Linked DNA regions of Sus scrofa: all the other regions are linked to region 2. Evidence: chromatin contacts called from public HiChIP or PLAC-seq and promoter capture Hi-C data. All regions are on one chromosome and are shown on one strand. The core of a region is the stretch at or near the end of the contact, and the rest is flanking DNA. Distances in the headings are between cores, read along the strand shown. Region 1 holds the start of CAPN3 (calpain 3). Region 2 holds the start of VPS39 (vam6/Vps39-like protein). Region 3 holds the start of ZNF106 (zinc finger protein 106). Region 4 overlaps ZNF106 (zinc finger protein 106).

Region 1 (6,617 bases), core at 2,894-5,393, 130 kb before region 2:
TGGGGACAATAACAGTACTTACCTCACAGGGTTGTTGTAGAGATGAAATAAGCTAACATATGGAAGCACTTAGAATAGGTTCTATCATGTGATGAGTTCTCAGTCAAGGCTGGCGGTTAGCACTGCTATTAGTAGTTGTGGCAAGTGGCCCAGAACCTTTGCAGGACTCCCCATGGGGAACTGCCTCTGGAAAACTTTGCCTCAAGGGGGAGTAGGTAGCTTGTTCCAGGAGGGAAAAAGAAGGAAAGTGTTGGGCTTCACAGGTCAGGTTCTCTTCACAAATCCCTCTCCCCACCCCAGAGTCTGGGGTGGGGGTTGGCGGAGAGAAGAGAGGCCAGGAATTTTGTGTGCCTGCAGCCTGCACTGTATGAAGTGAAACACGTGTCTCCCCACACACCTGTCCCCATTGATACTGGAACAGAGCCATCGGTCTCCCAGAAGCCCTGTTCTAGAGCCGTTCTTTCCTGCATGGGTGTTTTTCATCAAGAAAAATTGGCTAAACAATTGGGAAATAGTGTATGGTTTGTTTTCTTTCTGATCCTAAAAATAGATGCTATAAGGAAAGGCGAAAGGAATCAGGTTGTCTGGCTTGGAAACGCCATGCAGGATGCTCCCTGACAGAGGAGGAAAGGCAGTGAGACCCCTCTGTAGGCGTGTGAGGAGAGGGCACAAGAGGAAACAGGTGAGGGTCTTCTTTACTTTTTGCTTTTTAGGGTCGCACCCGCGGCATATGGAGGTTCCCAGGATAGGGATCTAATAGGAGCTACAGTTGCCGGCCTACACCACAGCCACAGCAACTCAAGGTCCGAGCCGTGTCTGTGACCTACACCACAGCTCATGGCAACGCCAGATCCTTAACCCCCCTGAGCCAGGTCAGGGATCAAACCCACGTCCTCATGGATACTAGCTGGATTCATTTCTGCTGCACCACAATGGGAACTCTGCAGGGTCTCTCTTCTTTTAAGAGGACATGGTTGAAAGTGCAGCCTGTTATCTTTACAAGAATCATAGTTGGCCACGAATAATTCTCCCCTTCATCATCATCATTATCTGACTGTAATAGGTATACTTGATTATGAAGAGAAGTTCAGATTGTTTTTCACTGACTCTGTGCCTTTGATAGTAAAAGCAGGAAGGGCCTCTCATAGGATGTAGTCCCCTTTTCACACTGTTCAAGGTTGCCAAAGATCACTGCATCCAGGGAGTGCATGAAAAACTCCTGTCTCCAAGAAGGGATTTACCTTTCAGAAAGTTCTAGAGCTACTGCAGTACTTCAATTTCAGTCAGTTTGCTGTGTGACTGTAGATAAGCTCTATGCCCTTTCTAGACCTTAATTTTTGCACCTGTATGTGAAAGGGCTGGACCACATCCCCAGATATTCCAACTCTGACCATCCCTAATTCTATATTCTAATTTATGCTAACAAACCCAACAAACCATGTTCCCCTAATTTTAACCCCAGGGGAAATAATATTTTAACCAAGCATGAGCTTTGTGCTATCGTGCTATCAGGACCTTTCCTGACAGTAGATGGTTCAGGATTTTGCATGGTGGCAGTGGTGGGAGCGACATTTGGAACAGGCCTTCTGGTGCCCCTCATATCACCCTGACACAATTTCAGGACTGACCTAGTGCTTAGAGCATAGTAGACCCTTAAAATGTTTTTATGAATATGCAGTTCTAGGTTTGAAGGCTAAAATCCACCAACGACTTCACTGAAAGCAGTAAGTTTTTTCTCTGCGTTACTGTTGGAAAAGGCTTTCCGGAATTGCCAACCCGGGAACGCAGGGCCGACCTCCTCTCTGAGCGGTCAGCGCCCTCCAGTGTGGATTTTCATTCACCACCAGCCGCTGAGTACCTACAGGGCCTGGCCCTTTGCTGGGTGAGGGGGTCCAAGGAGGAACAGGAGTGCTCCTTGCTCTCAGCCCATGGGGACAGACAGGAGAGAGCTGGGAAAGAAGTGACGCCTGAGCAGGGATTTGCGGCGAGGGAGAGGAGGAGCAGATGAAGACATGAAGAGCACCACAGACAGACAGAGAGACAGCACAAGCCAAGGCCGTGAGGCAGCTGCAAGTGCCAGGATGCAGGGGCGGGGGCGAGGGGGAGACAGGCAAGGAGGCCGGGCTGGCTGGGGAAGGGCCCAGAGGCCGCGGAGGAAGTTTGAAGGAATATGAAGGTGTGGGGGGAGGGGAGAACGGTGTCGCTGAAATTATTTCCGCAGGGATGTGACATGTCCCATTGTGGGTTCTAGCAGCGGGGGCAGTGATGGGGTTGGAGAATGAAGTTCTTTCTAGTTCTCTTCTAAACTGAGAGTCCTCAGGACAGTCATGGGCTGGAGAGGAAAAGGGCCCTCGTGGAATAGGCAGGGCGAGCCCAGGGTTGTTGGATGTTTCATCTCCTGTCAAAGAGAAACACGTGGCTTCTGAACAGCCCTGGGCCTCAGTGTAACCTGGTTAAGCTAATGAGGAGCACTGAGGCTGAGCTGGAATGGTTTCCTCAGGAGGGTTTCTCTCCCTTGCCTTCAGATCCCAGAGCACCCTGAACCTGCTCTGATAGTCATCGCCCTGGTTCAAAGCCTGTCTTCCCCTCAGGACTTTAGGCTCCAGGAGAGCAGGAATTGCTCTTTTTTTTCATTTACGCTGTGTCCTCAGTTGCTTGCTTGGTTTCTGGCTCTAACCCAGGTTCAATACATTTTTCTTCAATTATGAACAAGAATGATACCGGAGGAGTTCCCATCATGGCTCAGTGGTAACAAACCTGACTAGTATCCATGAGGACATGGGTTCGATCCCTGGCTTTGCTCAGTGGGTTAAGGATCCAGTGTTGCCGTGAGCTGTGATGTAGGCCGGTGGCTATGGCTCCAATTCGACCTCTAGCCTGGGAACTTTCATATGCTGCAGGTGCGGCCCAAAAAAAAAAGAAGAAGAAAAAAAAAAAAAAGAATCATACTGGAGGTGTGATCAGAGAAGGGAGCCAGGGGAATGTGACTTCCCCCTGGTACCTGACTGTAAATGAAACCCAGAGGTTCTGGAAGAGTCCCTGAAAGAGAAAGTGTTTCTCCATCAGGGCTGTCGAGGGCGCCCTGGATGTATTTCCCTCTGGTGGGTCTTTATCTCCTCATATGGGAGGTGATGGATGCAAACGATTGCTAGGGTTTCTTCTAATCCTAATAGTTTCCTGCCTGAAAAAAGCCGTCTTTGCTGCCACTCTCCTCTTCCCTGGGCTCTGTATTTCAGAGGCATGGCTGCTAGCAAACTAAAAAGAACATCACGATTTTAGCCCTTCAATGAGAAACTGAAGGACTCTTATAAAAAGTTACTTAAATGGAGGGGATAGGTCTGGATTACCCTCCAGGTGGGAGTCTGGGGATTTGTTTGGAAATTGCAGTTTGGAATTTGTTGTGGGAAAGGACTATTTATTTTATAGGGGGAATTAACCTGAGTTCCAATTAATGCAAGGTTTTTTTTTTTTTTTGTTTTGTTTTTCAGAAAGCGAGAAAGAACAGAGAATTGCTCCTCACCTGAGGACAGGGCCCTGCAGAGCTTTCAGAAGGCGCTGAGGGGGCAGATTTCTCAGAGGGGAAACCCAAGCAGCAACCAGTTAGCTACTCACCGGAGGTCTCTTCCAGACGAACTGGATGGGGAACTTCTGGCTATAAAAGAGCGAGGTCTCGTCCGGTGGGAACTCAGGATCCAGATAAAGAACCTTCTTTTCTAGGCATTTCTTGTGAAGCTGCTCAAATGTCTTCTCTTTCACGCCAATAATGGGAAAATTGCGGCTGATGATGGCTGAGTATTTACCACCTGGGTTTCCAACCCCGGCCTCCGTGCCCTTGCCCTGGGCCGCCTGGGGCATCGGTCCTGGGGACCTGGGCTCGGCCCCTGTCCGTGGGGCCATAGACGCGCTAATGACAGTCGGCATGACAGGCAAATTTGGAAGGGAAAGGTTTTTAAAGAAAACAAGATACGGCTACCTTTAAGGAAAGGAAGCAACTGCAAAGGGGAAGTTGCAGTGATTCTGTCATCAGAGAAAAAAATGCCCACATCCAGTTCAAAGTTTAAAGCCCATCAGAAGACTGTCCAGCTTGCGTCCGTCTTAAAACTTGAGCTGTGATCTAGAAGTCATCAGTTTTCCTGAGGAAGGAGCCCTAAAGGATTTCGGCTGCAGTTTTTAGTTTTTCCCTGGGGGGCTCCTACCAGCAGCGTACATGCCAGAGGAGAGAAAGGGAGTGAGGGTTGTGTTTCAGTGGCCTGAAGCAGCTTGAGCCAGGAAAACCAAAAATAGCCATGAAGAAATATCATGAGTCCGAATGCAAGAGAGAGGCTAGCAGTGCAGCTGTGTTGCCCTTAAGCGCTGTTGTCTTCAGGAAATGAAAGGGGAACATTTAAGGCTGACACTGAGAATTAGCAAAGAATGATGGATACATTATTGAATTGGTGCTTATCCAGCCTGTCAAACTATTGGCCACCAAACTGGTGGGGAACAGTATTGAAAACAGCCAGCAAGGGTGAGTGGGAAATACTGAATTCTAGGAGAATGTTCTGGGCAGTTTTGAGAACACGTGTTCTTACTTTTTAAAATTCTAGGATATCAGAACATTATTCAACTGGATTTGGCATCTCTTCTAGAATGTTCTAGGGTCAGCGTTCAGTGAAACTGTCTGGGTGGAAAATGCCACTCAGCAGAGTCCTCAGTTGAGAAAAATCCCTGTGTCTTCTTGCCCACCCAACCTAGCCATCTCTTGTCTCTCCCCACCCCCAGCACAAACACTGGGACCAAATCACCTACAAAAAAGTGCACCTGAGTACAGATTATTCCACCGTGCCACATTAGGCATCTGAGTCAGAAGTTGGAAATGGATACTGAACCAGGTCGGCTGTCGAGTTCCAGCATGTCATACCCGAAGAGTTGGCTTCAGGTCTGTTGGAGGAGATCACATGCAGCTCTGAGGAAGGGAACTGCCTGCCTGGCCTCCACCTTGTCTTCTACTCTTGGTAGCTCTACCCAGGCTGTAAGGAGACGGCCATATTCCAGGTGTGGCTGAGTGGAGGCTAGTCCCCCACTGCGGGCCTGCCTATTGCCATGTAACCCTCCCTTCAGCCCAAGGCTAGAGGCTACAAGAGAAGGTGGAAAGTGACAGCAGAAATAGGGAGTACTACCCAGGCCCACGATCCCTGGGGAAGCAGCTTTGAGGACCCCTGTGTCTGGAGTTGTGGCTTGTGGGAACCATCAGCCTGTTCTCCCTCCCTCTAAGGGAATGCCCAAGGATCTCTGCTACTACTCTTGGGGAGGCAGGAGAGAGGAGGGCAGCATTGAAGCTGTCTGTCTGGGCTCAAAGTCAGGCTCCTGGGATTTCCTGTCATGACTCAGTGGAAATGAATCTGACAAGTATCCACGAGGACACAGGTTTGATCCTTGGCCTTGCTCAGTGGGTTAAGGATCTGGTGTTGCTATGAGTTGTGGTGTAGGTCGAAGATGCAGCTCAGATCTGGCGTTCCTGTGTTTGTGGTGTAGGCTACATCTCTGGTTCGACCCCTAGCTTGGGAACCTCCATATGCCTCAGGTGTGCCCTATAAAGACAAAAAAAAAAAAAAAAAAGAAAGAAAGAAAAAAGAAATATCAAAGTCAGGCTGCTGCTCACTGGCTATGCCTGTGTAGCTCTAGGTGAGTCACTTCTTACTTTCTTCCTAGGTCTCAGTTTTCTTGCCTATAAAATGGGTATAATGAGAGTCACTGTGTTACAGAGTTGTAAAAATTAAACACATTGCATACAACATTTAAAATAGTGCCAGGATTGACTTAAGCATATAATAAATGTTGTTAGAGATGAACCGAAGTTAATATTACTCTTGGGTTAAATCAAGGTGAGTGAGAGTCACTCAGTGTGCAAATCTGCATTCACTCTATGAGTGTTTACTGGACAGCCATCTTCCATGCGCATAGCTCCAGGATGGGTGCATCTGCCAGGGACCACATGGTCACAGAGTCTGGTCAGAGGTGTGCCTATCTGCCTGCACTGAAAGAGCCTCTGTAAAGCCTAACTTCAACCCTCAAGTGCACTAATAGAATGGAAAGCAAAGGGAGGACTTTCCTGTCCCCACTGTCATGTGCACCATTACATGTTCCAGTCCCCATCCCGTGCTCTATACCATCTTGAAATTCACAGCACTGACCCATGTTTTTCTGTTTCTGTTTATTGAGCCTCCTGTTTGCCCACAGACTGTAAGCTCCATGACGGTGGGAACTGGGTCCCTGCTCCGCCCTCAGGTTAAGCATACAGAAGTCTTTTAATAAATGTGTTGTGGAGTTCCCTGGTGGCACAGTGGGCTCAGGACCTGGCATTGTCACTGCCATGGTGTGAGTTTGATCTGTGGTGTGGGTTCGATCCCTGGCCCTATGCCATGGGTGTGGCCAAAAAAAATGTTGTATATTTGTCAAATGAAATTTCCCTACATAAGAAAAATTTCTTCCACTTCTTATTGCTTTGCCAAGGCAATCAAAGTATCTTGGTTGATTTGCCCCTGGGGGTGGAGCTGTCTGCTGGCCACACACTTGCTGATCTTTCCTCAGCTAAGCCAGCTTCATCTGTGGTAACTAAGCTGGTGTGTGGTAGACAT
Region 2 (6,371 bases), core at 2,184-4,683:
CAGGAACGAATGATCACGCACTTCGAAAGGTCCAAAATGGAGTAGGAATGGGAAGATTCGCAGTTGAAGATGGCTAGTGACTGGGAAGAGATCAGCTTCTGTGTCAGTCTCTGCACTGCTCCGTGGGATTAAAGGAGGCAATGACATCCTGATCTGTTCCTTGATCTTTGTGCATTGGAGCTGGCGAAAGGTCTTGCAACAAGGAGAGCATTCTATTGAAAACAAGTTCATAGGATGAGAAAAACTTACAAGTTTTTTATTTGCAGCATTGATGCCCCTTTCTCTTCCTTACCCTGACGTGGATGTTTATGCAACTTTTATATATGTTGTTCCTGAACCTCCTATAATGTTTAAATTGTTTAATCTGTCACACTAAAAAGTTTAACATCTCCTAAAGAACTACGACATCAATGCCATAATATGTAATATCCAGGAGCAACTGCCTGTAATTTTTATTTATTTAGGGAGTTAAATAGGTGATGGGGAAAATTGTTAATTATTTTTGCATTTCCTGGGAAGCCAAGGTTAAATCTTGCAGGCGTAGTTTTGAGAAAAAAAAAGAATCCTTTTGTGTTAAGGAGCCACGGTTCTATCAATGATTAAAAGAACAAAAAAAAAAAAAAAAAAGAGAGAGACTGTTACAGTATAATTAAGATCATTTGAAAAGCGAAATCAAGTGCAATTTTGTTTACAAATGGTGTATATTGAAGATTTTTCTATTTCAGATGTACTTTAGAGAGAAATATTAGCTTAACTCTTTTGACATCTGCTATTGTGACACATCCCATTGCTGGCAATGTGGTGCACACTCCAGAACTTTTAACTACTGTTTTGTAAGCCTCCAAGGACGGCATTGCGGGAGTTCTAGGCAGTGCTTTGTTTGCTTTCATGCCTTTCACTGGGTGTTGCACTAGATGCAGAGAGGCAGTCCATCTTAAGTGCATGTGAGTGAGCACCCTGCTAAAGGGATTACAGTGCTTCAGAAGCGGGAGCTAATATAAAAGAAACAGGTCCTTCTGGCTTAAACAATTTTTTCTGCATGAAATAGTGTGGAGGCCCTGGACTGCTGCTCATTGTTTAGGATCAACTGTTCTTGTATTGGTGTTGGTTCAGCGGTTGTTTATAAGAAACATCACAAGGTGATGGGATTCATTTGAAGCACTATATTTGTTTGAATGGTTTTGTCCAGTTTTGCCTTCCCAAGATTTTTGTTCTGCATAGAAAGTTCATACCACTTTTTAATATTAAAAAAATTTTAACAAAATTGATAGATTTTCTCACTTTTTTTCCTAAAGACCCTTCTTTCTCCCAAACTCTCTTGTAGAATTTCCCTTCCATGGTTTTTATTTTATTCATTTATTTATTTATTTGCTTTTTGGGGCCAAACCCATGGCATATGGAAGTTCCCAGGCTAGGGATCCAATTGCGGCTCTAGCCACTGGCCTACACCACAGCCACAGCAACACAAGATCCGAGCTGCGTCTGCAACCTATACCATAGCTCACAGCAATGCTGGATCCTTGACCCACTGAGTGAAGCCAGGGATTGAACCTGCTAGTCAGATTTGTTAACTCCTGAGTCACGATGGGAACTCCCCTTCCATGGTTTTCATAGTTGTCTTATTTTCTGTTCAAACCGGTGACCACACAACCACAATCTTCACTAACTCATACTATAGTGAAAGTGTTAACATTTATGTAACATTTCTCTATAACTGTTTGGTATGGTGATTAACAGCAACAACAACAAAAATCATCTAGGCAGTATATCTAAAGAACAATACGAAGAACTGACTCTAGTCTCAGGTTGACCCACTAGTAGAAGGTTGGTATTACTGCCAATTGCTTTTCTTTTCCCACGGTGAAACTTAGCAAGTGAGTAATAGTCATAATGCATCAAGATAGTTGGTCAATTTTTAGGCTGGCTAGATGTTGACTTGAGACTAGGTAAACAAAAATAAAAACCTATTGTGTTAAGCAGGAGTGTATAGTACAAATTCTATAGTCTGGGACCTGATAATTCTGCTTTCTTTTATGGCTTCTTGTGTTACTAGGATTGGCTACAGTGCATCAGTTCTTAGAATTGGTTCAGAAAGAATTTATAGCATCATATTGACCTGTTACTTTAAAGTTTACATTGCTATTTTGGTCTTGGTCCTTGGATCTGGAACTTCCAGCACAGCAAAGTATTAGGCTTTCTAGCACAGCAGCTGGTAATTCTAAGTTTTCAAGATGTTCAGTTTCTATAGTGAAAACCAGCCACAACACAAAGTTTTAACAGTTTTTATGTTTACTACCTGAAAATATTTGATTATCCGAAACAGCATTTGGTAAAGATGGGACAATATTCCTAATTTTCATATGAAGAAACTGACACTGTATAAAAATAAAGTGACCAAGGGTGTTTTTGTTTTGGGTTTTTTTGTTTTTACAGCTCCTATCATGGACTCACTCTTTTTCTTTTATATTTTGCTTTAAGCCAAATGCTTACGTTTATGACATAGCTGTTTTTTTGTGGGTAAACTGCCAGATGACAGATCATTCTTGCATTTGTTCTCAAACTTTAACCTTCATGGATTCACCTTGGGTACTTATTAAATAATAGGCTGCTGGACACCGCCTCCTCGCCCCTACTCCAGTTTTTGAGAATGAGACTGCCTTTCTAACAAGTTCGCAGTTGAAGCTGATGCTGCTGGTCTAGGGACCACACTTTTAGAACAATCTTTAAAATATATGGGTAAAGTACTTAAACTATTTGGGCTTATAAGGTAATATTAAAACTACCAATTACTGGGTGCTTAGAGTGTCAGGCATTGCTAATCGCTCAAAAGGCTAGGAGGTATGCAAACTACCATCATTTTGCAGAAAAGAAAACTAAGGTTTCTGGAGATTAAGTTTCTTTCTTTCTTTTTTTTTTTTTAAGGGCTGCAGTTGGAGCATATGAAAGTTACCAGCTAGGGGTTGAATTGGCGCTGTAGCTGCCAGCCTATCCCACAGCCACAGCAATGCCAGATCTCAGTAGCATTTGCAACCTACAGCCCAGCTCACCACAAGGCCAGATCCTTAACCTACTGAGCCAGTCCAGGGCTGGAACCTGCATCCTCATGGATCCTAGTTGGATTCATTCATCGCTGAGCCAAGAAGGGAACTCCCATGGAGATTAAGTTTCTTAAACATTACAGCTACTTAGCTAATTTCCTAAATGGCAGATCTCCCATCTAGGTCTGATAACCAAAGCCTGAATTTTTCACCATAGTATGCTGCCTTATACATTTCTAATATTAAGATCCTCTTTCCTCCTCGTTAAGTCCATGGCTAACTCAGGCTCCACAATGGAGAAGCTTGTTCCTGAGTGAAAAAGGACGCAGATACCAGGGCATTCCTCGAGTTTGCACCGGAAGCCGGGGAGGAAGGGGCGGGGCTTCAACTGCGGAAGGGGAGGGCTTCACTCTACAGGAAGTCCGGTGTTGATGATGGCTCTGTTGTCTACGGGCCAGTAACAGGGGTCCTGTCTCTTCTCTTGGCCTCGTTCCGACCCCGAACAGTGCGGGTGAGACCGCGGAGGCGATTTCGCTCGCCGCCATGCACGACGCCTTCGAGCCGGTTCCGATCCTAGAAAAACTGCCTCTGCAAATTGACTGTCTGGCTGCCTGGGGTGAGCCAAGGGGTCAGCGCCGGACCTTTCACGAGGCTAGGGAAGTGGACGGGCGACTGGCTGTGTGGACTCCGGTCTGACGCCGTCCGAGAGGGGCCTGGGTTAGGGGGAGGGCAAAGCACTGTTGACGAGGGTCGTGGAGCTATTTGGGTGGTCGCCGGGGATCCACGTATTTTAGGGACGTTCACATGCTCTTGCTCTCGGTATAGGGTTGGAGGTGGAGGTTTCCTTATTGATTGTACTCAGCTTTGGCTCATTTCGATCCCTAAGAAGTCTTTAATTGGGGAGGACAAAGCAGTGGGAAGTTCTCCGCCTGCCATGGGCTTGAACTTGTCCGGATTTTTGTGTTTTCCAGGTGAAAGACAACATTGTTTTGTGGTTTTTTTTTGGTTTTAGTGGCGGTTTTTTGCATTGAATAAGTTAACACGTATGCCTTTTTCCCCTAGTGATCACTCATCGCTTAGTTTACATTCCTGTAGCTAACTTACTACTCTCCACTCTTAATCTAACCAAGTGGTTGATTGCTTTAGTGTCAAAGTGCCCAGGTTATCCAACCCTTGTGGGTTCCAGGATGTCATGAAATCTAACCCACAAAAGCTTGCATGATCCTCTTGGAATTGGCCAGTGCAGAAAGCAGGGTCAGCATCTTTTCACTTGCAATGCTCCAGAATTTCAATTGATTTCTGAAATAAACCTTGACTCTTGACTATGAACTTTATGCTCCTATCTATGAGTGTTTGTGTCTGATAACCGAAGACCAAAGAGAAGGAACTTCCATCTTTCCTGTTAATGTATAGATAGATCCTAGAAATCAAGGGCCATAAAAAGGTGGCTCAGAATCCTTAAATCTTATGCTAAGCTAGGTACCTGTGGATGGGTCTGGTGGAATCTTGGTGGTAGCCGCATCCTATTCATTATCTATAGGCAGTGCCACCCAGTCAGAGTTCTCATATCCTCTTCAGTAAGGTGCTTTTACCACATTTTGCTAATATGTGCCCTCTTGCCTTTAGCAGCCCTGGGCCTCTTTTTTTTTTTTAATTTATTTTATTGAATATATTTGATTTACGATGTTGTGATAATTTCTGCTGTACAGCAAAGTAATTCAGTTATGCATACACACACACACATTCTTTTTCATATTCTTTTCCATTATGGTTTATCAGGTTCTCTATACTATACAGTAGGACCTTACTGTTTAGCCCTGGGCCTCTTGAAAGTCACACCTCTACAGCAAACTGTCCTAGCTGTTTGGGTTAGGAGAGAATCCTGCTTCCTCCAGTTTTTTCAAGAAAACCTCAGAGTTCCTATTGTGGCTCAGCAGTAACAAACTTGACTAGTATCCATGAGGGCGTGGATTTGATTCCTGGCCTTGCTCAGTGGGTCAGGGAAATGGCATTGCCATGAACTAGGGTGAAAGTTGCAGATGCAGCTCTGATCTGGTGTTGGCTGTGGCTGTGGCATAGGCCAACAGCTGCAACTCTGATTTGACCCCTAGCCTGGGAACTTCCACATGAAGCGGCTGCCGCCCTAAAAAGACAAAAACACAAACAAAACAATAAAAAACCCATCTCATTTTCAGTTATTAAATGCTCTCAGTAAAAGTTAAAAATAAATAGAAGAGAAAAAAAGAAATTGAAAAAATTAAAGACCTGACACTCAGCACAAAGAAGCTCATTCTCCTGTCTCATCGTCAAGTATGTGTTAAGTACCTGCATGGACCAGTCTCTATGCTAGGGACTGGAAGACAAGGATGAATAAGAAACAGTGCCAGTGCTTCCAAGACACACAGTGGCAGACAAATATGAACAGATTACAAGATAAATGATTCTAGAGACATATGCTGCCTAATATGGGAAGATGGAGGGTGGGATATTCTATTCAGACTAGGATGTAAAAAAGATGGATGCAGGGAGTGCCATGTGGCTCAGTGGATTAAGGATCCACTATTGTCACTGCAGTGGCTTGGGTCGCTGCTGTGGCATGGGTTTGATTCCTGGCTGGAGAACTTCTGCATGTTGCAGGTTCAGTCAAAAAAATAAATAAGGAGTTCCCGTCGTGGGGCAGTGGTTAATGAATCCAGCTAGGAACCATGAAGTTGCTGGTTCGATCCCTGCCCTTGCTCAGTGTGTTAACAGTCCGGCATTGCCATGAGCTGTGGTGTAGGTTGCAGACGCGGCTTGGATCTGGCGTTGCTGTGGCTCTGGCCTAGGCGTAGGCTGGCAGCTATAGCTCCAGTTAGACCCCTAGCTTGGGAACTTCCATATGCTGCAGGAGCGGTCCAAGAAATGGCAAAAAGACAAAAAAATAAAAAAAAATAAAAAAATAAAAAAAATAAATAAATAGAAAAAAAATAAAGAGGATGGATGCAGCAGCTTACCACACTTTACTTAGCTTGTCAGAATCCTTGACTTTGATACCCTGTGAGACTAGTAGGACACATGCTTCAGTCTCACCAACTCCACTTTGTCACAGTAAAGATTCCCTGTACTTGTGCTTTCTGAAAACACAGTTTTGAAATTGTAGATAGCTTTTGGTCTTGATCTCCAGTCTACAGGAGAAATGCCCATTGCCTACCAGGATGCTGTGGTAGGTTTTGGGCTACCCCTTCAGCATCTTCATTTGGATATCTGGTAGCATGGGCCAGCACAGTTGTTGATGTCAAAACATGCCTGTCCTCCTGTATCCCACATCTTCGCAAATGGTATTTCTATTTTGCT
Region 3 (6,334 bases), core at 371-2,870, 250 kb before region 2:
GAGAAAAGCAGTGTGACTGCTAAGCTGCATTGAGGGCCTATAAAAGATTGGTAAAAATGAGCTCACCAATTTCTGCCCTCCTGTGTGATTTTCTTAAGCAGTAATCACTTCTTGAGAGGAGAAGTGGAGAAAATGTAGGGTTGAATTCATTTAGAGTTGGGATGTTCACTGGTATAATGCCATGGTTCTCAACCAAGGACATTTTTGCCCTCCAGAGGACATTTGGCAAAGTCTGAAGATATTTTTGATTGTCAAGATGGCAGGTGTGTATGTGTGGGAGGTAGGGGATGGAAGGGGAGCTGCTATAGCATCTAGTGCCCGGACATGCTGCTACATAGCTACAATGCACAGCAAAGCACAGGAGTTATCTCCAAAATATCAATAGTGCCGTAGTTGAAAAACCCTGATCTAGGATTACCTTGATGCTCACCAACAGCTGACCTTGGTCTTCTATAAGCTTTCTCTTGTACTATGGCCCTAAGCTTATAGGAGAAAGCAGTTCTTTCACTGCACACCTTTAAAAGGGAGAAGGGTATTCCCGTTGTGGCTCAGCTGGTTAAAGACCCAGTGTTGTCTCTGTGAGGATGCAGGTTCCATCCCTGGCCTCACTCAATCGGTTAAGGATCCAACATTGCTGCAAGCTGCAGTGTAGGTCACAGCTGCAGCTCGGAATTGACCCCTAGCTGGGGAACTTCATATACCTCAGGTGTGGCAGTAAAAAGAAAAAAAAAAAAGAATATGCAGCATACCCCGCACACCTTGGTAGTTAAAGGACTTGTGATATCACAAATACAGAATTGGAATAAATTCCTCAATCCTCCAGAAGTAAATCTTACACAGAGATGGAGGGAGCTGCTTACTTTGATGTGAAGCATTCAAGGTCTTTTTAAACATAGCTATTTATTAGAAGTTCAATAATATAGGAAATTCACATCATTGTCAACCTTAATGTAACTTTGTTTACCTGACTAGATTTCGTCACTAAAATAAGACCCTGAAGGAATGGATATGGGCTGAGTTTATTGAAGAAGGTAAATACATTAGGTACTAATAATATAATCATTGATGTTAGATTATCTGCTTTGCGATAGGCACCATTTCAGGGACAGCGCTGGATCTATGTTATGTCATTCAATCCCAGCAACACCTTGAGAGATATCAGTATCCTAATTTTAACTGAGGAAAGTGAGATTCAAGAGAACTTATAATTTTTCCCAAATCACAAATTACTAGTACCTAGCTCGGCTTGAACTCAGGTGTGTCTGTTCTAAAGCTCTTGCGTCTTCCATTAAGCTTCAGTAAGTTTTACACAGGAGTGATTGAAACTTAGCCACGACAGTGTCACGGAATAGTGGGGACTTATGAAGAGAGTAGAGACGAGAAGAAGGCCCAGAAAGAGCAAAGAGAATGAAAAAGAAACGAGGGAGGCTGGTTACAGCAGCGTCCTGTGCAGCAGACTAACTCCTCCATAAGCCAGCCCGCCTTCGGTCTTTCATTCTTTTGGAGTAAAGCTTCGTTCCTCTGTGTCCGTTGCTCACTCTCCTGTGTTCAAATAAAGCTAGGTTATTGAGAAAAGCTGACCGCCGGGGGCGGGGGAAGGAGTGTGACGCCAGTACCATGCGCCTGCGCTCTGGCGGCGGCGGCGGCGGCGGAGGCAGAGGTGGTACCCGGCGGGAGTGGGTCCGAAGCGGGTTGCCGGACCCAAAGCCAAGGCGGTGGCGGGGGCGTCAGGCGAGCTCCCTCGCCGGGGCCTCGGCGGCCTGATGGAGTAAGAGGGATCTGCTGTGAGTATGAGTACCGAATGGCCGGGCTGCGCAGAGGTGTATCGGAGCCCAGGGACCCTCTAGTCTGCCACTTTAGGGAGGCTATGGGATGTAGGAAGCTGCGGGTGTCTGCTCCTGCTTGCTGCGGCGCGGAGGCGCCGGGTAGTCCCCTCTCGCAGAGCCCGCGAGATTTACGGGCAGGCGGTGCTTCTTGCTTTGGGGTACATATTCTCGCGGGGGCGTTCCGGCTCTGTTCTGAGCTCCAGCAGGAAACGTGGTTGCAGAGTCTTGACCTTTAGGAGAGGCCGCTGACCTCCTTTGCGCCCCTCCCACCCCGGGAGGCCGCAGGGAGCCCAGAGACCCAAGTGCTCTTTTAAGGCTTACAGGTCTCAGACCACGAACACTTTTCGACCTCTCGTGACTGACAGCCTCCTTTTTCCTCCTTCCGTTTTCCCTGTGGGATGCATCTTAATAATAGCTACTGATTATGGAATGCTTACTATGTGTAAATATTTAATCCAAATCTCAGTGCATAATTATGGAGAGGAAATGCTTTGCGCCTCACTGAAGGGAGCCCCCTTCAGTCTCCTCAATTTATTTTTGAGAGTCGGATTAAGCCATCTTGTTAGGAAGTTTAAGATTTCTATGGCTTTTAGCATTTTGGGACTCGCATCCTAGTTAAGAGAAGTTATCTTACCTAGCAAACGAATCTTTATCCACCGTAATTGTTCATATCGAATTTACTCAAACCAGAATAACTTTTGAGCACTTACTAAAAACCTCATAGTATTCTAAGCCTCATAGGAAGTCTTAAAATTTGTTTCAAGCCCTGTTCTTAAGTTTGGTGTGAATGAAACAATGGAAAATAATGTTTAGCTTCAACTAGGATTTATTTAGCACTTACTACGCATGTGCCAGATACACTCAGGTCTGTCACAAAAAAATTAATGAGGTATTGTAATGGAAGGTAGGTTTTTTGGAGCACATTTCAGAGGAGGTCGCTGAGAGTTTGATGGTACTTGGCTCAAGATAGCCTAACTAGGGTAAGTCGTGAAAATCAGATACAATGACAAAGCTCATCTTTTTCTTGTTACATCAAGTTAGATATTGTAAGTACTTCTGCTGAGAAGTAACTATGCTATAGTTATAGTTTCTAGAGTTAACAGATGAATCTGGAAAATGGTAGGAGCCTTAATTAAAGATAACTAGATGTTTTTTGGTTTTGTTTTTTTGGTCTTTTTAGGGCTGCATCCGAGGCATATGGAGGCTCCCAGCCTAGGGGTTGAATTGCCTACACCACAGCCATGCCAGATCCAAGCTCCATCTGCTACCTAAACACTGCTGTAATGCTGGATCCTTAACCCACTGATCGAGGCCAGGGATGGAACCTTCATCCTCATGGATACTAGTCAGATTTGTTTCCACTGAGCCACAATGGGAACTCCTACATCACTAGATGTTTTTTGTTTGTTTTTAAATGATTTTTATTTTATTGGTTATAGTTGGTTTACAGTGTTCTGTCAACTAGATTTGTTTTGTTTTTTTGTTTGTCTTTTGTCCTTTTAGGGCCTCATGCGTGGCATATAGAGATCCCAGGCTAGGGTCTAATCAGAGCTACAGCTGCGGGCCTATGCCACAGCCATAGAAACTCGAGATCCGAGCCTCTTCTGCAACCTACGCTAGAGCTCACAGCAACACCAGATCCTTAACCCACTGAGTGAGGCCAGGGATTGAACCTGCAAACTCATGGTTCCTAGTCGGATTCGTTTCCGCTGTACCACGAGGGAAACTCCTCAACTAGATGGTTTTTGAAGAGAACTTCAAAGTGGCTTGGAAGGAGTTAGGGGGTGTGCAGGCTGATCAGGTTAGTTCATCAGAACCAATTGCTTTGATTGAAAGGAAGATATTTAAAAAGGAAAAACTGTGAGTGGTGGTTATTGTGCTTATATATTAGAGTACGTGTAATCTAAGGGCTGCTGTACAAGAAAAGCAAAGAATAATGGTAGGTGCTTGCTGATTTGGTTCTGGGATCTGGAAAGGCTCAGTGAGAAGTATACATGTTGCATTTTTTTTTTTTTTTTTTGCTTTTTAGGGCTGCACTTGAGACATAGAGATTCTTAGGCTAGGGGTCAAATCAGAGCTGTAGCTGCCGCTTATGCCACAGCCACGGCAACGCAGGATCCGAGCCTCGTCTGCGACCTATAGCACAGCTCACGGCAACGCTGGATCCTTAACCCACTGAGCAAGGCCAGGGATTGAACCTGTGTCCTCATGGATGCTAGTCAGATTCGTTAACCGCAGAGCCATGACAGGAATTCCATATTGTGGGTTTTTTGTTTTGTTTTGTTTTTTTGCCTTTTCTAGGGCCACTTCCCGCGGCATATGGAGGTTCCCAGGCTAGGGGTCGAATCGGAGCTGTAGCCACCGGCCTATACCAGAGCCACAGCAACCCAGGATCCAAGCCGCGTCTGCAACCTACACCAGAGCTCATGGCAGTGCTGGATCCTTAACCCACTGAACAAGGCCAGGAATCCTGCAATCTCATGGTTCCTAGTCAGATTTGTTAACCACTGAGCCACGACAGGAACTCCAATTTTTGATTGGATTATTTTAATGGGAAGTTAAAGGGTTAATCTGTATATCGTATATCAAATGAATTACTTGGTAAACGGGTTACATATGAATACTCCAATTGTACATCCAGCATGTTAAATCTCTCATTGAAACTTTATAGTCAGGGATTTTTTTCATCATTGATTTTTTAATCTGAAAGACTATCAAGAAATGAGAGTTCCTGGAGTTGCCGTCATGGCGCAGCAGAAACAAATCTGACTAGGTAGGAACCATGAGGTTTTTTGGTTTTGATCCCTGTCCTGCTCAGTGGGTTAACGAATCCGGCATTGCCTTGAGCTGTGGTGTAGGTCGCAGACGTGTCTCAGATCCCTCATTGCTGTGGCTATTTTGTAGGCCTGCAGCTGTAGCTCTCATCTGACCCCTAGCCTGGGAATCTCCATGTGCCTTGGGAGTGACCGTAAAAAAAAGCAAAAAAAAAAAAAAGAGAAATGAAAGTTTCTAAGTGTTTGTCAGTAGAGGACTGGTTAAAGAAATTATGCACCTGTTAAAAAGAATGAGCCAGGAGTTCCCGTCGTGGCGCAGTGGTTAACGAATCCGACTAGGAACCATGAGGTTGCGGGTTCGGTCCCTGCCCTTGCTCAGTGGGTTAACGATCCGGCGTTGCCGTGAGCTGTGGTGTAGGTTGCAGACGCGGCTCGGATCCCACGTTGCTGTGGCTCTGGCGTAGGCCGGTGGCTACAGCTCCGATTCAACCCCTAGCCTGGGAACCTCCATATGCCGTGGGAACGGCCCAAGAAATAGCAACAACAACAACAACAACAACAGCAACAACAACAAAAGACAAAAAACAGACAAAAAAAAAAAAAAAAAAAGAATGAGCCAGCCCTCTATGTGCTAATATTGAGTGATCTCCAAGATATGTTAAGTGGAAAAAAAGGCAAAAGTGGATGTTCTGGTTGGCAACCATTTGTGGTTTTTAAAAAAGTATATGTATTTTCATGTATATGCATAGACTGTCTCTGAAAGAATGCATAAGAAACTGGTTAACAGTGATAAGGTGACGTTAGCTGGGAAACAGGAGTGCGAGTGGAATAATTTTGTCTACAAACTTTTTTTTTTTTTTTTTTTTTTTTTGCCATTTCTAGGGCCGCTCCAATGGCATATGGAGGTTCCCAGGCTAAGGGTCTAACTAGAGCTGTAGGCGCTGGCCTACACCAGAGCCACAGCAACTCAGGATCCAAGCCAAATCTTTGACCTACACCACACTTCATGGCAACGCCGAATCCTTAACCCACTGAGTAAGGCCAGGGATCCAACCCACAACCTCATGGTTCCTGGTTGCATTTGTTAACCACTGAGCCACGATGGGAACTCCTCTACAAGCTTTTTTATATTTTATTTTACTTTATTTATTTTATTTTATTTTATTTATTTATTTATTTTTGACCACCCTATGGCATATGGAGTTTCCTGGGCTAGGAATTAGACCTGAGCCACAGTTTCGACCTGTGCCGCAACTGTGGTCAGATCCTTAACCCATTGTGCCAGGCTGGGGATCAAACCTGTGTCCCAGCACTCTAGAGACACTGGCAATCCCACTGCCACAGTGGAAATGCCATATAAGGTTTTTTTTAATTAAGAAAACTTTTAAACATCCAGAAAGGTAGGGAAAATACTGCATTGAACCTTGTGTAAATTGATGACTCAGATTTCAAAAGCTGTTAGTATTTTGCTATATTTACAGTTTTATTCCTGATATTTCACCCCTAAGTGTATCTCTAATAAACATTTCCTGCATAACCCTGTATTATAATCACACTGAACAACAATACATTTTATATATCATGTAACATCCAATCCTTATTAAAATTTCCTCCAATTATCCTTTTTCTTGTCTGTTTTTACCTTTTTTTTTTTTTTTTTTTTTTTTGGCTAAGCCTGCAGCATGTGGAGGTTCCCATGTCAGGGATTGGCAAACCGCTGCCATGACAACATTG
Region 4 (6,895 bases), core at 85-2,584, 230 kb before region 2:
GCTGCTGGCCTACACCACAACCACAGCAACACTAGATCTGAGCTGCATCTTTGACCTATACCACAGCTCATGGCAACACCAGATCCTTAACCCACTGAGCAAGGCCAGGATTGAACCCGAGTCCTCATAGATACTAGTGGGTTCGTTAACTGCTGAGCCACTACACAGAAACTCTAAACAAAACTAGTTTTGAATGATAACATCTTTACTGAAATAGAATATAGAATTCGTCTTTTTTTTGTCTTTTGTCCTTTTTGGGGCCTACCCGCGGCATATGGAGGTTCCCAAGCTAGGGGTTGAAGCGGACCTATAGTCACCGACCTGTGTCAGAGCCACAGCAACACAGAATCTGAGCCGTGTCTTCGGCCTACACCACAGCTCACGGCAAGACCGGATCCTTAACCCAATGAGAGAGGCCAGGGATCGAACCCACAACCTCATGGTTCCTAGTCAGATTTGTTTCCGCTTTGCCATGACAGGAACTCCTAGAATTAGTTTTTTTTTTTTTTTTTTTAATGAGAGAAAAATCATTCATTTCAGTTAATACTGTTCTGGTTAAGAATGGCGTCACTGCACGAAACAGAACCCACTTAAACTTAGCTCAAAGAAAAAGGAGATTTTGCATACATTAAAAATAATCCAAGGAAAAACTGAACAACAAGGAATGAAAACTAAACAATAGGAAGCATAGGGATTTGAGCAGGTGTTGTATATTGTTCATGGATTTTTTTCATTTTATATCCTGTCACTAATTCAATTCAGTTTTCACCTCAGTGTTCATTCGGTTAATAGCCAATCAGTTGTAGCTAGAAGGGGTCACATGCAAAGCTTTTCCCTCTGAATGAAGCATTTGTAGAGATGGGAAGGAAAGGATGATCATCCTCAATATAATTACCGTTTAAGGGAAGTGTTTTGAATCGTAACACTGTGTATCATGCTGTGTGTAGATAACTTTTTTTTTTTCTTTTTTGCTGCAACCATGGGACCATGGTGTGTGAAAATTCCTGGGCCAGGGATCAAACCTACACCACAGCAGCTACCCAAGCAGCTGCAGTGATAATGCTTGATCCTTAACCTGCTGTGCCACAAGGGAACTCCTAGACAACTTAAAGAATAGGTTGTTGTATTCTTTTTAACAAATGAACTGTATATAATAAAGTCTCAGTGCAGTAAATGTTGCAATGTTACACAGTGTTTGAAATGTTGGTTTTGATATCAGATCTGCTAGAGTTTAGTCTTGTTTCATCACTGGATTATCACTGACTCTGAGAGGGTAGGACTGAATATTTTCCCTTCAATGTCTAACTCTGTACTTGACGCCTAATAAGCACTTGATAAATATTTAGTGAATAAACAAGTTAGTTTCTCCTTGTGGCCTTATGATGTCAGTACTACTCCCTTAGCAGTGTTTTGTGGTTCAAATGCGAAAATATTTGGGGCACTTAGCACACAGGGTGCAGTTAATAGTAATACTAAGCAATTATGTAACCATTCTCTAATTATGGCATACATGTACGTTGGTGTCAAAAAGAGATATTTACAACTTTTTGAGTTTTTTGAGGTGTGTGTGTATATGTGTGGCACACTTGCACCTTGTTTTTGGCCTTGGCGTGTGGAATTTCCCGGGGCTGGAAGCAACCCAAGCTTTAGCACACCTTTAACCCCACAAGGGAACTCCACTTTCACTTTTAAGTGGAAGCTCTTTCTGCAGATTTTTTTCTTTCTCACCAAGGATGGGGTGGAGGGAGGAGAGAATGCAGTCCATTTTCAAACTTTTCATTAGAAGTTTGAAAACAAATTTTCATTGGAACCAAACAAGTCATTGGTGTGGGGAGGGGGATTGGGCAGTGAAGGTGCAGGCGTGATCGAACTGCTGTGTTCAAAGCATTTTTTAAAAACTTCTTGATCTACCACAGAAAAATTTTGTGTTTTTTGGTTTTTTGGGTTTTGTGTGTGTGTGTCTTTTTTGGCATATGGAGGTTCCCAGGCTAGAGGTCTAATTGGAGCTGTTGCTGCTGGCCTACGCTACAGCCACAGCAACGCCAGATCTGAGCCACATCTGTGACCTCTACCACAGCTCATGGCAATGCTGGATCCTTAACCCACTGAGCGAGGCCATGGATCGAACCCACAACCTCATGGTTCCTAGTCAGATTCGTTTCTGCTGCGCCACGACGGAAACTCCCGAAAAAGTTTGTTATATCTGTAACTTCTGTCTAGAATTGATATAGCCATCTCTTTATTAAACAGATATTAATAACTGTATGTCAGGCCATGGCCAAGACATGAATGATAGTTGTAACTTAATCTTGAGAAACTCTCAGTCGAGTGAGGAAAGAGTATGGAGAAAAATAGCCAAGTAGTTGAAAAGTTATGTGATTTCAGGCTGGTTGTTGTTTTGCTTTTTAGGGCTGTATGTGTAGCATATGGAGGTTCCCAGGCTAGGGGTCAAACTGAAGCTGCAGCTGCTGGCCTATGCCTCAACCACAGCAATGCCAGATCTGAGCCATGTCTGTGACCTATACCGCAGCTCACGGCATCGCTGGATCCTTAACCCACTGAGTGAGCCCAGGGATTGAATTGGCATCCTCACGGATACTAGTTGGATTTGTTTCTGCTGAGCCATGATAGGAACTCCCATGTTGTTGTTTTTAATGAATTTAAGTCCTTACATTAGGATAGAATTTAACCTACTTGTTTATTATTTAATCTTTGACCTCCTAAGTACAGTATACTTTGTAACCTTTTTGGGAAGCCGCTTATAGAGGTGTTTTTTTTTTTGCCATTTTTTGAGCCGCTCCTGCAGCACATGGAGATTCCCAGGCTAGGGGTCCAATCGGAGCTGTAGCCGCCGGCCTACACCAGAGCCACAGCAACACAGGATCCGAGCCTCATCTGCAACCTACACCACAGCTCCCGGCAACGCCAGAACCTTAACCCACTGAGCAAGGCCGGGGATCGAACCTGCAACCTCATGGTTCCTAGTTGGATTCATTAACCACTGAGCCACGACGGGAACTCCTAGAGGTCTTTCTTAATTCCTTTACTAAAAAATGAAGTATGTCAAAAGCACAGCTAAATAATTAATGACTGATTTCAGTATTGAGTTGAGAAGAGTAACCACAAAAAACACTTTAGACTCAAGGAGCTTGAGCCCCAATTGTTGATAGAATAGGACAGAGGAATTTTTTTCCTCAAAGCAATCCCCTTAATCTGCTTTCTTTAATTTTGAAGGAGATGGATGAACACATGCGGAGCATGTTGCATCACAGGGAACTTGAAAACCTGAAGGGCAGGTATGGGAACGGCTGTCTTCCATAAACTTGTGGGTGTGGGGGGTCTGAGGGCTGCTTGTGCCTGTCAGCTTATTGTATAGTAATCTGTCATAAGTTAATATTGTCTTATGACATAGAACTATCTTTTGGAAATACTAACAAGTACAGTAGGTCTTTTTTTTCCATTGAAAAGGGATAAATCTTTGTGCATCTCAAATGTGCAGAATTCACAGTTCTAGCAAATAGATTATCACAAAGGTGGGTTGGGATGAGCTAGTTCTCTCATTAGTAAACCATTTCATTCTGACACACCAACCTTGCATCTAAGACATTTCATATTATTGTCTCAACTTTGTTCAAATTATTGCATGCCATAAACCTTTACTGCTGCTGGAATTGTCTAAGAAGTCCAAAGTCTGCTAAATAGCATTGAATCTCATTACTGTAAATAAAATTGATATATAAACCTTGAGTATTTAAGAATGTTACTTTGTGAATTGATGTTCAAAAAGTTTAAGAAAATCTAATAAATTAGCACCTTAAAAAATTAAATGTAGCAGGATGTATATTCCATACTTTTTTCCAATTAAGTTTCCTCTTTTGATGTTTTAGATGTGTCAATTTGAAATTTTGAGCATGTGGAACAGAGAAACTTTGGTAAACTGAAATTAGGAATTTATACCTTAGTCCATGAATAATGGTTACAAGGCTTGGTCAGGGTACCAGCCTAAGCCATTTGACAGTATTTATATTTTAAATAATACAGTTTTAGGTTGTGTGGGCAAATTAATATGTGATTAACCTTTAGACACCTGTTTAGCATATTAGTGGAATTTTTCAGTGGTCTTAACTGTGTGAAGGTTAGGCCTTGGCAACTATGTAAAAGAGGCTTTACTGAGATTTTGTGTGGAGAGCCCTTATATTGTATGTGTGTGTGTATATATATATATACACACGATTTTTAACTTATTATCATTGAAAATCTGTGAAATATGGTCAACCCTTGATTACTTATTTGTGGATTATCTTAATTACCTGATCCTATTTCCAACAGACTTTCTTCTGGAATTTACCTTTCCTGGACTACTTACTGACCTGTACTATATTATAAAATTAAACAAAACAAATGAGGTCAGTAAATCTAGTCATTAGGAGAGAAGCCCATTTTATTCTAAAACTAATGCCTTATTTTATTCATAGATCACTAATCAGCTATTTAAAACATTAAGAAAATAAATTTTGATAACTTAAGATTCATGTTCATAGTTATACAGAATCATAAAAAGTAAAAAAAAAGGTAGAGGTCCTTTCACTTCTACCCTCCCACTGCACCTTATTTTATTCCTCTCTTAGAGGAAAATCAACAGGTTGGTATATAAGCTACCCAAATCTCTTTTTTGTGTGTATACATAAATTTATATTTTTATATACACTCATATTTTGTTTCATCTTATTAACATAGCTGAACCACATGGCATGTATGTTTTGTTCTGGAACTTATTTCTCCTCTCTTCCACTCATCAACTTAACTGTGTAATGGAGAGTTTGTCTACTGTTTTCATTTATTTGGAGCATACATAGTCTTTATGGTTTTCTTTTCTTTTTGTTTTGGCTGCTTCTGTGGCATGTGGCAGTTCTCAGGGCGGGGATGAAACCCACAGCAGTTCTATATCCTCAACCCTCTGCACTATAGAGGAACTCCTAGAGCATAGTTAAATAATCAAGGAATAAGCGTTAGAAGCCTCTGAGCTGACATTGTCAGCCTTTGCACCCAAACTCATTTTATTTAGAGGAAAGCACTTATTTCCTCATATTTTAGATACAGTGCTATCAGTTTTCTTGGCCTTTAACAAATTATAAGGGAGAAGCCAAGCAGGTAGCTAGGAAAACAACTGGCAGAACTATATATAAAAAAAAGACAAGGAGTTCCCATCGTGGCTCAGTGGTTAATCCGACTAGGAACCATGAGGTTGCGGGTTCGATCCCTGGCCTTGCTTAGTGGGTTGAGGATCCGGCATTGCTGTGAGCTGTGGTGTAAGTTGCAGACGCAGCTCGGATCCCATCGTTGCTGCGGCTGTGGGCATAGGCCAGCGGCTACAGCTCCGATTAGGCCCCTAGCCTGGGAACCTCCATATGCTGTGGGAGCAGCCCTAGAAAAGGCAAAAAGACAAAAAAAAAAAAAAAAAAAAAAAAAAAAAAGGACAAAATCTCAAATCATTTACTGACTTGGGACATTTATTGTCATGACAGTCATCAGTAATTTGTACCAAAAGGACAAATAGTTATCAGCCATTATCTTTCTTCTTCCTGTCCTCAGTTTGTGATTATTTCCTCTGGACTTCATGTTTAATTACTGATTTTCTCATGTTAAGGCTTTCTGTTTGGCTTTTATTTGTATCACTATACTTTTTGGTTGTGATCTGGTTAAGAAATTTAGAGAGCGTATTTTAGGTTTTAAATGCAAGTTTGATTGGGAAGTAACTTACTTACCTTATTTGGTTCACAGTTGTGGCCATCTGAAGCATTTCACTATTTTTTCCTAATGTGTTTGTTCAGATCTATGGCCTGTAAGTAGTTTCTACAGATTGATGCTATTAAAAGGGAACAAACCTTAATTTATCCACCAGCTGTTGTGGTATAGTTAGAGCAAGCTTAATAAGGAAGAGCTTATGGATAGAATATCTGAAGGCTTTGCCTTTCACACATGAGAGGAAATTGTGTGGTAACAGGATGAAGCTAATTTGGGCTCTCTGTTAAAAGTTCTGAGAAAAATTATTGCCTTTATTAGTCAAGAAGTGAAGTAGTACTTTTTTCTCAACAATTACTTTATATATTTATGCAAAGTAGTGTTTTCACTGGTTATTTGATAAAGAATTGGGAGTTCCCGTTGTGATGCAGCAGAAACAAATGCGACTAGTATCCATGAGGATGCAGGTTCGATTCCTGGCTTTGCTCAGTGGGTTAAGGGTCTGGCTTTGCCGTGAGCTGTGGTATAGATAGCAGACATGGCTCAGACCCCATGTTGCTGTGGCTGTGGTATAGGCCGGCAGCTATAGCTCCGATAAAAAAGAATTGGAACATAGCATCATTAAAATATTATTTAATTTGCTACTGACTTTTAAAAACATGTGGTTTCCCAAACACCCTATGTGGAAGCATGAATGCATATTGTGTGTACGACAGGAAATATGCTTGACACCAGACACAAACACACTTGAATTTTCACAAGATGTGGTTCACTTATACTTCTCTTTCCCTATATAAATGTAGATTCTCTCTTTTCTCTTTTGAAATTTCTTGTAAAGCTTATCTTTTTTTTGAAAAAAAAAAAAAAAACAAAACTAGATTTGTAGGAAAAATGTTAAGGATTTCTATGCTTTGATAAAAGCTTTTCAGTGTTAACTTTTATGTTGCATTTATTGCCTGTACCCTTCTGGGTAGGATCTTGAGATATTTTTCTATCAAATAACTTCAGAATTATGGTTAATACTCCTTCTTGCAGTGAAAGTAGAAATCTGTGTGTGTGTGTCTGATACATACCCAACATATACTTGTGCTTTGGAAATTGCAAAATGTGTGGATTTATGATTATGGATATTTATTTTTAACAGAGGTAATTA

The links. Promoter capture Hi-C pulls out the DNA fragments that hold promoters and counts their contacts. HiChIP or PLAC-seq counts read pairs in DNA pulled down with a chosen protein or histone mark.
Region 1: an H3K27ac HiChIP or PLAC-seq map of alveolar macrophages shows a contact between it and region 2. The contact joins the promoter of CAPN3 here to the promoter of VPS39 in region 2. A contact is called at or near these places in 1 of 47 Hi-C or Micro-C datasets (epiblast stem cells) and 1 of 2 datasets of contacts at active chromatin or transcription factors (alveolar macrophages).
Region 3: an H3K27ac HiChIP or PLAC-seq map of alveolar macrophages shows a contact between it and region 2. The contact joins the promoter of ZNF106 here to the promoter of VPS39 in region 2. A contact is called at or near these places in 2 of 2 datasets of contacts at active chromatin or transcription factors (alveolar macrophages and skeletal muscle).
Region 4: a promoter capture Hi-C map of liver shows a contact between it and region 2, with 2.6 times the contacts expected there. The contact joins the enhancer-like site here to the promoter of VPS39 in region 2. A contact is called at or near these places in 2 of 5 promoter capture datasets (fetal skeletal muscle and liver), 7 of 47 Hi-C or Micro-C datasets (brain, embryonic fibroblasts, fetal skeletal muscle and 4 more) and 1 of 2 datasets of contacts at active chromatin or transcription factors (skeletal muscle).

Annotation. Positions count from the first base shown.
Region 1 is chr1:129,009,281-129,015,897 of Sscrofa11.1, forward strand. It overlaps CAPN3 (calpain 3), which reads right to left and starts at 4,144. Exons shown (of 24, transcript NM_214171.2): 1 at 3,613-4,144. The coding sequence starts at 3,921.
Region 2 is chr1:129,140,905-129,147,275 of Sscrofa11.1, forward strand. It overlaps VPS39 (vam6/Vps39-like protein), which reads left to right and starts at 3,434. Exons shown (of 25, transcript XM_021097283.1): 1 at 3,434-3,654. TMEM87A (transmembrane protein 87A) reads left to right here. Exons shown (of 20, transcript XM_005659710.3): 20 at 4-1,264. The coding sequence ends at 45.
Region 3 is chr1:128,892,345-128,898,678 of Sscrofa11.1, forward strand. ZNF106 (zinc finger protein 106) reads left to right here and starts at 1,621. Exons shown (of 21, transcript XM_021097187.1): 1 at 1,621-1,784.
Region 4 is chr1:128,917,512-128,924,406 of Sscrofa11.1, forward strand. The region is part of intron 2 of ZNF106 (zinc finger protein 106); the gene reads left to right. Among named protein-coding and RNA genes, the nearest start is that of ZNF106, 27 kb to the left of the region's middle. Within about 2 kb of position 1,335, at least 10 of the 83 cell types and tissues checked have an H3K27ac peak or open chromatin away from gene starts, as enhancers often do. A contact at or near this core is called in liver, where this site is marked.